2 separate regions of the Mus musculus genome follow, and region 1 is linked to region 2. A link is a contact called in public promoter capture Hi-C data. All regions are on one chromosome and are shown on one strand. Each heading gives the region's core, a stretch centred on a gene start, on an enhancer-like site or on the middle of the called end of the contact. The rest is flanking DNA. Distances are from core to core; before and after follow the strand shown. Region 1 holds the start of Foxb1 (forkhead box B1). Region 2 holds the start of Ice2 (interactor of little elongation complex ELL subunit 2).

What was found. Promoter capture Hi-C pulls out the DNA fragments that hold promoters and counts their contacts.
Region 1: a promoter capture Hi-C map of embryonic stem cells shows a contact between it and region 2. The contact joins the promoter of Foxb1 here to the promoter of Ice2 in region 2. A contact is called at or near these places in 4 of 39 promoter capture datasets (cranial neural crest, embryonic stem cells and stem cell-derived epiblast-like cells) and 1 of 115 datasets of contacts at active chromatin or transcription factors (embryonic stem cells).

The regions. Positions count from the first base shown.
Region 1 is chr9:69,758,144-69,763,796 of GRCm38.p6, forward strand. It overlaps Foxb1 (forkhead box B1), which reads right to left and starts at 2,797. Exons shown (of 2, transcript NM_022378.3): 1 at 2,405-2,797; 2 at 1-2,157. The coding sequence starts at 2,103. The coding sequence ends at 1,126. B230323A14Rik (RIKEN cDNA B230323A14 gene) reads left to right here and starts at 3,003. Exons shown (of 5, transcript NR_040765.1): 1 at 3,003-3,069.
Region 2 is chr9:69,393,922-69,399,518 of GRCm38.p6, forward strand. It overlaps Ice2 (interactor of little elongation complex ELL subunit 2), which reads left to right and starts at 4,077. Exons shown (of 16, transcript NM_145618.3): 1 at 4,077-4,132; 2 at 5,025-5,166. The coding sequence starts at 5,126.

The DNA of each region.
Region 1 (5,653 bases), core at 1,547-4,046, 360 kb after region 2:
TTCCCCTTCCCAGTCGGCTCATCTACACACTTCCCCACTCGCCCTAGGATTTCTCCCTCGGGCTTAGTTTACGTTCCTTTCTTTCTTTTTTCTTTTCTTTTTCCTTTTCCTTTCTTTTCTCTTTCATCAAAATAAATAGCTAAAAAGGTCTCTAAATAGTAAGAAAGTTAACATCCCAATTAACTTCCCCCATTCTCCCCCTACCTCCTTCCCACCCCCAAAGCTGGCCAGAAGAGCAAACATTCACATGACAACAGGTAATTGTAAAGAGGACTCTACCCCCTCGCCCCTAGCCTGGCAGATTTTCAAGTTCACTGTTTACATTTTTTTTTAAACCGCGCGCTTTGTAAACAATAACGGTGACTTTTAGCTGTGTTTTGCTTGTGTGTAGGACAAGCATCCTCCGGAGTTTTAGCAGCCTCCCTCCTCACTCCCAGCTAAGGGAGCTTCTGGCCGGAAACAAAACCCAGAAGGGGAAAAAAATCTTTAGAAGCCCGGGAGGCAGAGCCGCAGCCGGGGAAAGTAGCGGTCCGCCCATCCCGGCCTGATGGGCGGAGGCGATCCCTTTGGAGGATCAGTGAGTTGGTCTTGTGGCCACAGATTTTCAGGACCTAAGAAGATCCGGCCCTCTTAGTGCGGCTGCAGCCTCGGCGGGCTTCTGCTCCCGGGCAGTGTCTCTGGTCTTGAAATTGCGCAGAGTCCAGAGCTATGCCTCTCCAAGCTCAGAAGACGAGTAGTTTTGTTGTTTTGTTTTGTTTTGTTTTGTTTTGTTTTGTTTTGTTTTGTTTTGTTTTGTTTCTGTTTTCTCCGAGCAGGAGGGAGTCAGGGTGTTCTGCCTGTTGGATGGGAGTGCATTTCAGGGTCCCAGGAGGGACCGCTTGGCTTGGATTAGCCCCTGTTTTCTCTGGTGCCCTAGAGGGACCGAAGACAACTTTCACACGCCTTCCGGCAAGTTTGTGGTTTGTCTTCTGGTTCCAAAACCAAAAGTTCTTCTAAGAGCGAGGACTGAAGAAGGTAGAATGGGCAAGTCGGGGTGGCGGTTTTAGGTCGCGGAGGGCTGGACCCGGAGCAGGGAAGTGTTGAGAGGGGTGGTGTGGACCAAGACGGAGCCCCAGCTTCCTTGGGTCAGTGCACGGCCACCGAGTGCAAGGCGGAGGCCGGGCTGGTGAGTGTCTCGCTAGGGGTGGCGGGGCTGCTTTGGCTGGTGGCTGTCTGCGAGGAGGTGGGGCTGAGCGAAGGCGGCGAGTTCGAGAGCAGGGTGGGGATGGGTGCGGGCAGAGCTGGCAGCGCGGGCACTGCGGCCGGCGTGGGCTTGATGGGCACTGGGATGGCGGGCAACGTCTGGCCCGCGGCGTGGCACAGCGGCTTCAGCGGCACTCCATAGGCGCTGTAGTCGCCACTAGTCATGGAGATGGGGGTGGCTGAGTCGATCATACCCGCGGAACCGTACACATGTGGCCATCCAGTGCCCAGAGAGCTGCCCATGGTAGTTAACTGGTTAGGGAGAGGATAGGCAGCCGGAACCGGCTGCATGGCAGAGAAGGCCAGCCCCCCAGGCATCTTGTACTCCCTAGCGATGATGTTCTCGATAGCAAAGGGATGCTTGAAGCCGGAAGGCTGCGCCACACCGCCCAGGTTGTACGCAGCGGCCGGCATCTGCGGCAGATGCGTGCCCGAGGCGGCCAGCGCGCTGAGCCGCAGCTTAGCCTGCTGCTGGAGGTACTGCGCGGCGTCCGCCGGCTTGCTGGGCGCCAGGTGGTCTGACTTGAGCACCTTGAAGCGCTTGCGACGCCGCAGGAAGCTCCCGTTCTCGAACATGTCCCCGCAGCTGGGATGCAGCGCCCAGAAGCTGCCCTTGCCCGGCTGGTCTGGCCGCCTCGGGATCTTGATGAAGCAATCGTTGAAGGAGAGATTGTGGCGCAGGCTGTTCTGCCAGCGCTGCGTGTTCTCCCGGTAGTAGGGGAAGCGGTCCATGATGAACTTGTAGATCTCGCTGAGCGGCAGCATCTTCTCCGGAGAGCTCTGGATGGCCATGGCGGTCAGCGAGATGTATGAGTAGGGCGGCTTCTGGTCGCTGTACGTGTTGCGGCCCGGCCGAGGCATCTTCTTGCTTGGCCACTTGCTCAGGGTCCGCGCGGCCCGGAGGACTGGTCGAATCTGAGAAGGGGGGAGGTGATGGAGAAGGGCAGCATAGGTGCAGAGACACTGGCGAGGTCACTCAGGCCGAGTCACAGATATAGGGGGTGGGGAAGAGGGGATTCGGGTGCCAGCAACTTTGCGCACCAAACTGGGTAAGACTCAGCTAGGGGAAGTGGAGAGGGGAAGACCGAGAGCAGCAGAGAGGTTTGCAGGAAAGTAGGTAGGACCTGGATTCAGGGGAGGGGACAGAGAGATAGATGCTCACCTTAAAGTTGTTCCAAGTTGCCGGTCCGCATCCGGGATGGCGTGGCTGGTGGCCGAGTCCCTCCCTGCGCGCGACCGGAGCGCAGCGTCGGGGAGCAGTGAGACTCGCTGCCAGCTAGGCTTGGACTCAGCCCGGTAGAGCTCCTCTCCGCGGGCTGCGCAGCGCGCTCGTGGGTCGTGCGCCCTGCTGGGAGACCGAACTCGGCTGCGGAGTGCCCGTGAGGACAGTGGCAGACGCCGCCTCAGGGATCCAGAGGACGCTGCTGTGGTGTTCGTGGTTCCGCTGAGCTAGGTGGCTGCCTCCATGTCCACCCTCGAACCATCTGATAGTTTTAAGCGGTGACAGGAGCAGAAAAGACCCCTGTAGCGGCGCTTCATTAATGTGCCACTTCTTAGCTATCGTATGACAATCGCCTTGGGAGGAGGAGGAAAAGGAGGGGGAGCGGGGGCTGCAGAGGGAGGGGACTGAGGGAGAGGAGAGAGAGCCTGGCCAGCGCTGGTTTCTTTCACACCTATTTACATGGACACCTTGGCCAATAGGAATCACTTCCAGCCGAAGACTGGGAGACCGGGAAGAGCCTCTGCCGCCCGCGGGGAGCGGGCAGCGCCTACCGGTGTGCGCAATGGGAAGGTATGAGCGGAGCAGCGCGCGGAGCCGGCTGGCAGGTGACCACTCACTCTGAGCTATCTGCCGCGCCGGTGGTGTTTGACATGGAAATTGCTCGGCTGGGGTATTCTGTTTCCTTTGCTTTGTGTCGGGTTTGTATTGTTAGCTAACTTATAGCACAGGCTTTCTCCTGAAGGGCGACCTTTCTACTTTGGTTGCCACTGCGCGGGGTTGATTGGATGGGTTGTTCAAATGGAAACCTACCTCGCAATCCCACCCCCAGTCCTGCAAGAGGCAGGTAGAAATTTGTCTGTCGCTTTAAAAAGGTGGTAAAGTTAATAGACGCATATAGATAGATATATTTGGACAGCTGGGTGGATAAGTCCGTTTTGAATATATATATATTCAATATATATATATTGGTTGTGAGCCTAGCCTTTAACGGCTGAGCCATCTCTCCAGGCCAAGGTAAGTTTGGGGTTTTTGTTTTTTGTTTTTTGTTCTTTGAAAAGAATGGATGAATGTATTAGGTTCTGCTTTAATACGTTTTTCAGAGATTTAATGGGCACAAGGACGTTCAGGGTAAATTGAGGCAAGGCAGCGTGTGGGCCTGGGGAGGGCGGGAGTTTGTCCAATGTACGCTATGGCTTCCGGGTCTCCTTTTTCCAGGTGCTTGCGAAGTCTGAGGTTTCTTGGAAGTTAGCGGGTCAGCATTTTGCAGACCCCTCCCCCTTTTTACATGGGAATAGTTTCTTTAGAGTTTAGAACTCCATGAAAAGACAAACAGTGCCTGCTGAGACCAGCGAGGTTTTTTTTTTGGGGGGGGGGGGGGCACGTGGCACCAGGCCTGGAGAGAATAGCGGGCTCCTTCGAGTTCATATTTGCCTTGTGAGGATTAAATGAATCATTAGTATCATTATCATCATCATCTTCTTCTTCGTCGTCGCCGTCTTCATCAAACTGTTAGGGAATAAACCGCGACTCAACCCTTCGGCTTGCACGCAATGAGTACAAGCCAGGAGTTCCACGCTTTTCAGCGCTTTCCGGGGGCCTTTGTGGTTTTAAAAAGAACCCCATGCCACTAGGTTAAATACTTAATACCTACAGCCTAACAGAACTGTCTTTAAACTCCGAAAACCTCTTTTTCCTTTTTTCTTTCTTCCTCCCCCTCCCCCATAGGAGCAGACTGATAGTTGTAGTGTGACGTTTGTTACACTTTGAGTGACAGTAGAGCATTAGTCTGTGAATAGCAAGAAAACCTTTCAGCTTCCGAGCGCGCGCACACACACACATACACACACACACACACACACACACACACACACACACACACACACACACATCCCTACTCACATAACTTCATTAACCACAGTTTCGAAGCCGGTCAATAACTCACCAAAACGTAACTTAAACACGACGAATTTAGGAGATTAAACAATTTCATTAATATTGAAATGGCTCTGGCGCCTGGGCTGCTGCGCTTTAGATGCAAGCGCACGTTTTTCAATATTAACAGAGTGCTTGAAGGGAAGACTCAAGTCACCTTCTTAATTCGGGGGAAAAAATAACCAGGAGGAGGGAGGAGGTGCGAGCAGGGGGGTGGGGGTAGAAGCATTGACCCGTCTCTGGGGGCAAGGCTAGAACAGGGCAGATATGTGGATCTCCCTTCTCCAAAGATTAAATCAGTTGGACCCTAGGCCCAGTTTGGGCCAGAGGCAGCCCTACTGGACTGAGCTGCGCGCGCTACAACAACAAACTAAGGTTTGGTGGTGTTTCTGCGCGTGCCCGGGTTAGGCTCCAGGGCCTGCAGTGGGAGGAGCTGGGAGCGCAAAGGGGTGGGGAACCCGAGGGGTGTTTGAAGTGGGATGGAGTTCTGGTTCCTTGCCTTGCTTGCTCTAGATAGAGCTTCGGAGGCACTAAAGCAATCGCGGCTTTAAGCCAAGGTAGGATTGCTCCTGGGTGGAAAGGTGCCGGCTTGGAAGCCCTTGAGTATTTTACAGATTCCCTTTAGCAAACATGTGCAGGGGTTCATACCGAAATGCAAAGATGGATAAAATATTTATGGTGATTGCATCCCAGATGGTAAAAGACCATCGTCCCTACCTCCCCCCCCCCCAGCCCTACCCCCAATGGCAACCAGTAAGATACTTTTCTACCCGGTCTGGGTGAGGAATAGCGTAAGGTTTAACAATTGACATTTTGTTGTCCTGCAAAAGGGGTCTTTGTGTGGTTGTCGAAATCACTGCTCAGAGCAAACAGAAGATTAACTAAATTCTAAAAGTGAAAACGTTCACGGGGGGGGGGGGGACACGGACAAACCCAAAACAATCACTTTAACTTGGAATAAATCTTTGTTCATTTCCCTGGGGAAAGTTGTCACCACTGTGTCCATGCAGTATTACATGTAGGAATTGATGTTTGCCGAATTTTCAGTCTCATTACTTTTGAGAAGGAAGCTGAGGCTCACTGCCCATGTTTAGGGTTAATCAAGTAAACAGAACTTAATCACTTAAGTTTGCTTGTGAGGGGAATGGAGCTGTAGAGGCACATTTAACTCCCGGGCATTGCTGCAAAGTTCTACCTCAGTTCCTGTCAGAGGTCTTCAAAGCCCTAGAGAGGGAGGGTGGAGTTGCAAGCTGTTTA
Region 2 (5,597 bases), core at 2,827-5,326:
AAGCCCCACGGACACTCCCCTGCACTAGTCAGTGGGTAGGTGCCTCACAACCCAACTTTGGAGTGACCTAATGACTCTGTCACAACCTAGCATGATTCTTGTGGAAATTTCCCTAAGCAATCTATTTTTAATAGAAACAGAAAAGCCAAAGAAGGGATTCCATGCAACTGCAGTTTGGTGGACCCGGACTTACAGGATCATGTGGCAAAGGCAGCTGGGTCATGAGGAAGCCTCCACAATGCTGAGGAACAGGTACTTCACAACTCCACAAACCATCTTCTCTTCCCTGCAGCTGCTTCTAAGTTATATAACCTCGGGAGGGGGCGGGGCAGCATGAGTTCCCCCACCCCCCATACACACACACACCTGAGGATGTTAACACGCTCAATCTTGAGAGAGCTGTCAGTCATCACCGATGCTCTGCTTCAAGATGGCAACAATTATGTCATTGTAGAGGAAACACCTGCTCTCCATAGGGCCACTGGCGCCATTAGCTCCAAGACCAGCAGTGGAGCTCCTCCTGAGGTTTCACACCAGTGTCAGGTCAGGCCTGATGTCACTTAGCTACACAGTTCCCTCCACCCCTAGCTCCACCAACTTGTCACATAAAGAACAAGGGAAGAAGTCTGTGGTTCCAATGCCCAAAGGAGTGAGGTTAAACAATCAGAGGCAACAGTGGGGCCTAGATGTCAGAGGCCCTGCATACTCTGTCTGGAAACTCCCCGTTTGTTCCTTGAAGGGCACTACAACTGAAGAGACTTTTAGCATGTTGGGGCCTACCTGCAATCCCAACATTTAGGAGGCTGAGGCAGGAAGATTATAAGTCCTAGGCGATATAAACTGAGTATCAGGCTAGCCAAGGCTACAGACTGAGACCTTGTCTGGAAAATAAAATAGAAAAGTAAAAAAAGAAAGGAAGGAAGGAAGGAAGGAAGGGAGGGAGGGAGGGAGGGAGGGAGGGAGGTAGGCAGGCAGGCAGGCAGGCAGGCAGGCAGGCAGGCAAGCAGGCAAGCAGGCAAGCAGGCAAGCAGGCAAGCAGGCAAGCAGGCAAGCAGGCAAGCAGGCAAGCAGGCAAGCAGGCAAGCAGGCAAGCAGTAAACTGAGGAAAGTGCTGCCCTGTGCCCATGATACACTGGTAGGAAGGATCTGACATCCTGCTCCTAGCCACACCCACAGTAGCTGCTGTCCCCACACTTTGACCACATGCTTTTGGGAAAACTAGACATGAGCACAGCATGAATGGACCACCGGATAAAGGATTCAAAAGAGTAACTTTGCAAAGCCCAAAGAAGCCCAAGAGAACACAACTGAACCAGTAACTGGAGCTAGGAAGACAGAGTGAGATTTGAGAGAGAAAATCAAGTGAAAACCAGTTTTGAACAAGAACCAAACAGAAATGCTTAAAATCAGGAGCGAGTCTAGAAAAAATAAAAATAAAAAATAAAGTTCATTTGAGGATTAGAAAGCTGGCTCAGTGGCTAAGAGCACTCACTGGTTGCTCCTGTAGAGGACCTGAGTTCAGTTCTGAGCACTCACATGGTGTCTGTAATCCAGTTGCAGAGGATCCAACACCCTCTTCTGGCATGTGATACTACATATACATAGTGCACATACATACATACATGCATACATACGTGTGCAAATATACACTTAAAATTAAATTAAAATAAATTAAAATAGATAATGGCTGAAAAGATGGCTCAGCAGTTAAGAGCATTTGTTCCAGCACCCACATGGTGATTCACAGACATCCAATAGCTCCACTTTCAGGGACTATAACGCCCTCTTCTGATGCCCTACAGGCACTGCACACACAGACATATGTGCAGGCAAAACATTTATGCACATAAAACAAGACACATAAACCTGAAATAATTTATTTTAAAAATAAATATCTTTTAGAAAATTCACGTGAAAGCCTCAACTACAGAGCACATCAAGTGGAAGAGAGACTGTGAGAACTTAAAGGCATACCTTTCAAACTATCAAATTCAGAACAAAAGAGAAAAAAAAGGACATTCAAGATTTTGGGAGACAGCATTGAATGGGGGACAAACATTTCTATCACTGCCATACCCAGGTCAAGAGAATAAAGTTTAAATGTGTAGAACAGTCATTAAATGAAATGCTAACAGAAAGCTTCCCTAGCTTCAGAAAGGTATTGGACACTCATAAACCGGAGACCTCTGGATCCCCAGAAAAGACATGAGCAGAAAGAACCATCACCATTACATAACCACACTGTCAAGAGGATAGGGCAGCACTGGGGCTACAGCTCAGCGCTAATGCCTGGTTAGCATACTTAAAGCTCGGGGTTAAATCCCCAGAACAGCAGCAAGATAACAGCTAAATACGTGATAGAAAAGAACTGTAAAATCTGCAAAGCACTAAATCACATTTAATAGAAGCCCCATTAGAGTAAGAGGAAATTTCTCAGTAAAAGCCCTACAGGCAAGGAAAGCACAGAATGACATATTTCAAGTCAGGAAAGAAAACAACTGCCAATCAGGATCACTATACTCAGCAGAGCTATTCTTCAGAAATGAGGGGGAAACAAAGATCTTCCAAGATAAGCAAAAACTGAGGAAACTGGGGACTACCAACCTTACCTTACAATGGATACTTCATGGGGGACTCAGAAGTGAAAGAAAGATAACATCATGGGTGTGTTAAAACAGTAATGTTACTAGAAAATACACAAAAGACATATAGAAGAGAATCAGATATTTCAAGCAAGTGAAAGAGGGAAGATTAAGATGAGTAAACTTGAAAGGGGAATATTTATTTATTTATTATTTATTTATTTTTATTTTTAAATATTTATTTATTTATTTTCGAGACAGGGTTTCTCTGTGTAGCTCTGGCTATCCTGGAACTCACTCTGTAGACCAGGCTGGCCTCGAACTCAGAAATCTGCCTGTCTCTGCTTCCCGAGTGCTGGGATTAAAGGCGTGCGCCACCACACCCAGCTTAAAAGGGGGTCATCATTTATGGTTCTAGCCACAACATCTTGTCTTAAAAGATTTATTTTTATTTAAATGTCTCCATGTGTGTACCACATGTGTTTGGGTACTCTCGGAGGGCAGCAGGTAGGAGGGCAGCGGGTAGGTACCAAATCCTCAGGAGCTGGATAACAAATGTTTGTGAGCCACCTCATGTGGGTGCTGAGGACTGAACTTGAGTCCTCTGGAAGAACAGCAGCAAACAGTCTTAACTACCAAGCCTTTTCTCCAGCCCCAGTAACACTTAAAGTGGCTCGTCACTCTCTTTTTTGATCCGTTTACACACGATGACTTAGAGTCCCAAAAATCAGAAGTTCTGGAAAAGCCGGTTTTAGTTTTGGTCCTTCTTGCACTCAACACCAAACAGAAAATATTTGTGCTTAATCCATCTCTTTTTAATGAATTGCTGCAAGAATAGCGTGAGAGACTCGAAGGCCCACTAGCAGACATTGGCCTATCTCTAAAATGAAAAAGAGAGTGGAGTGGAGATTTTGGGTGTAATGAGAGCCTAGTATGTGTTGAGTAGTGCGCTAAATATAGCTTCATTCTTTGTCTTATTTAGACCTTTCCAAAACCCTTATCTGTATGTAATAAAAATTGATGATAGGGGCTGAATATGTAACTTGGTAGGGTGCTTGCCTGTCATCCTGAAAGATTAGGTTCCCTTTCCAACACCGTATACATGGGGTGTGGTGGTAGTGCATGTCTGTAATCCCAACACTCAGGATGTGGGGGTCATAAGGATGAGAAGTTCAAGGTTAGCCTTGGCTGGAGTACATAGGATATTTAAAGTGAACCTGCCCTACTTGAGACACTATTTCTAAGACAGACAGACAGACAGACAATCAAGCACACACATAAAAACTACTGACGAGTCAGGATCAGAATGAGGGAAGCCTGAAGTTACAGCCTGGGTCTACCTGGTCCCTTAACACTGTGGCCAGTCCTCCCTTTGCATTCGCGCGCAGGCCCGTCCCGCGGCGCTCGCGTGACGTCATCACGCGCGGCCGTGCGGGCGCCCTCGGGGCTTTTAAATGAGGCCTTCGTAGGCGGGCAGCAGTGAGTTCAGCACAAAACGTGTGTGGAAGCGTCGGCTTTTCTCGGGGGCCAGAGCCGCTTGGGACCCTGAGGTGGGCGGAAAGGCGGCTGCGCGCCGACTCCGGCTCGTCGGGAACGCGAGGGGCGGGAGAGGGAACATGGCGACGCGGGTCTGAGGCAGCGCCTCACCGGACTTTGCTCACAGGCCTTCCTCGGCGGCTTCCCTCACGTGTCTTCCTCGGCGGCTTCCCTCACAGGCCCTAAGGCTTTCCTCATTCGACCCCTCTCCTTCCCCGATACTTTTGTCTCCCTTTGCTTCTCTGTAGTTCCCTCCCCTCCCCCTCAGCCCCACACTCAGGGGAAAGGAGAGGTAGGTGGTAGGCGGAGAGGGACGCCCCTGAGACCCCATAGGGACCCAGAGGCCAGTTCCTGCATTGGACTCCTAAGTATCTCAAGGCCGCACGGGATGACAGGGACAGACACCCAGCGTGAGTGAAGAAGTCAAGCTACAGCGTTAATTCCGATGACACCTTTAAAGGTGCCTGTGAATTGTTTTCTGGAGTTGCTCGCACCTGAGTGTCACAAGTGCAAAGTTCTCTTTGAAAAGGACACGGTCCCTGGGATCCAGAGAGCCTTTTCTGTGTGCATCGCATGTCATAGACCGCCTCCATAGCTGTATATAACTAGAGGAAATGGAAACACGATTTGTATTGGTGGTAAGGGAGTGAGGGGAAGGGAAGACAGCCCTGCCATAATGTAAACAATGCGAGAACACAGGGCACCCTTCTGGTTTGGGGTCTTACTAACTCAGCTAATGTTGAGGCTAACACTCCTTGCATAAGTTAAAGGGAACGGATCTTTGCTACAAAGAATCGTTCTGCCTGCCTGTGTGTTTTAGTCACTTGAGGTAGATGCTAATCAAGCAAAGGCTTTTTATGACCCAAGGTGATATAGGTTTGATCTTGACCTTTTGTTTGTCTTCAGTTAACTGTAGACTCTAGGAAGGATCCGACCCTCACTCTCTGGGAGCCTTCACTGCCCAGCTGAAATAATTGTGGGCTAGAGTGAAGGAGAATTCTAGGAAGATGAGCTCTAGCATAACCATGAGTGAACCAAGGCTGAACTGGTGAGTTGGTCCTCTTCCTGATCCACTGTGAAGGAACAAGCTGGGGATGGTGGGTATCATAGGAAAGGAGATTTCTGGCCTGGAGAGATTTTATAATTTTTAGCCACCAGGGTCTCAGAAATTACCCTGTTCATATACCAAGTTTGTTGAGTTATAGCTGACTGATTTTTAAAGATTTTTTTTATTATGTATATGAGTACACTGTAGCTGTCTGCAGACACACCAGAAGAGGGCATCAGATCCCATTACAGATGGTTGTGAGCCACCATGTGGTTGCTGGGATTCGAACTCAGGACATTTGCTGAGCCATCTCTCCAGCCCCCTAGCTGGAAAGATTTCAATTCCTAAAATGACAACCTAACACTCAAGTTCTTAGTTATAATTTTATATCATTATTACAGTTTTCTTGTGGAGAAGTGCTCGAATTGTTG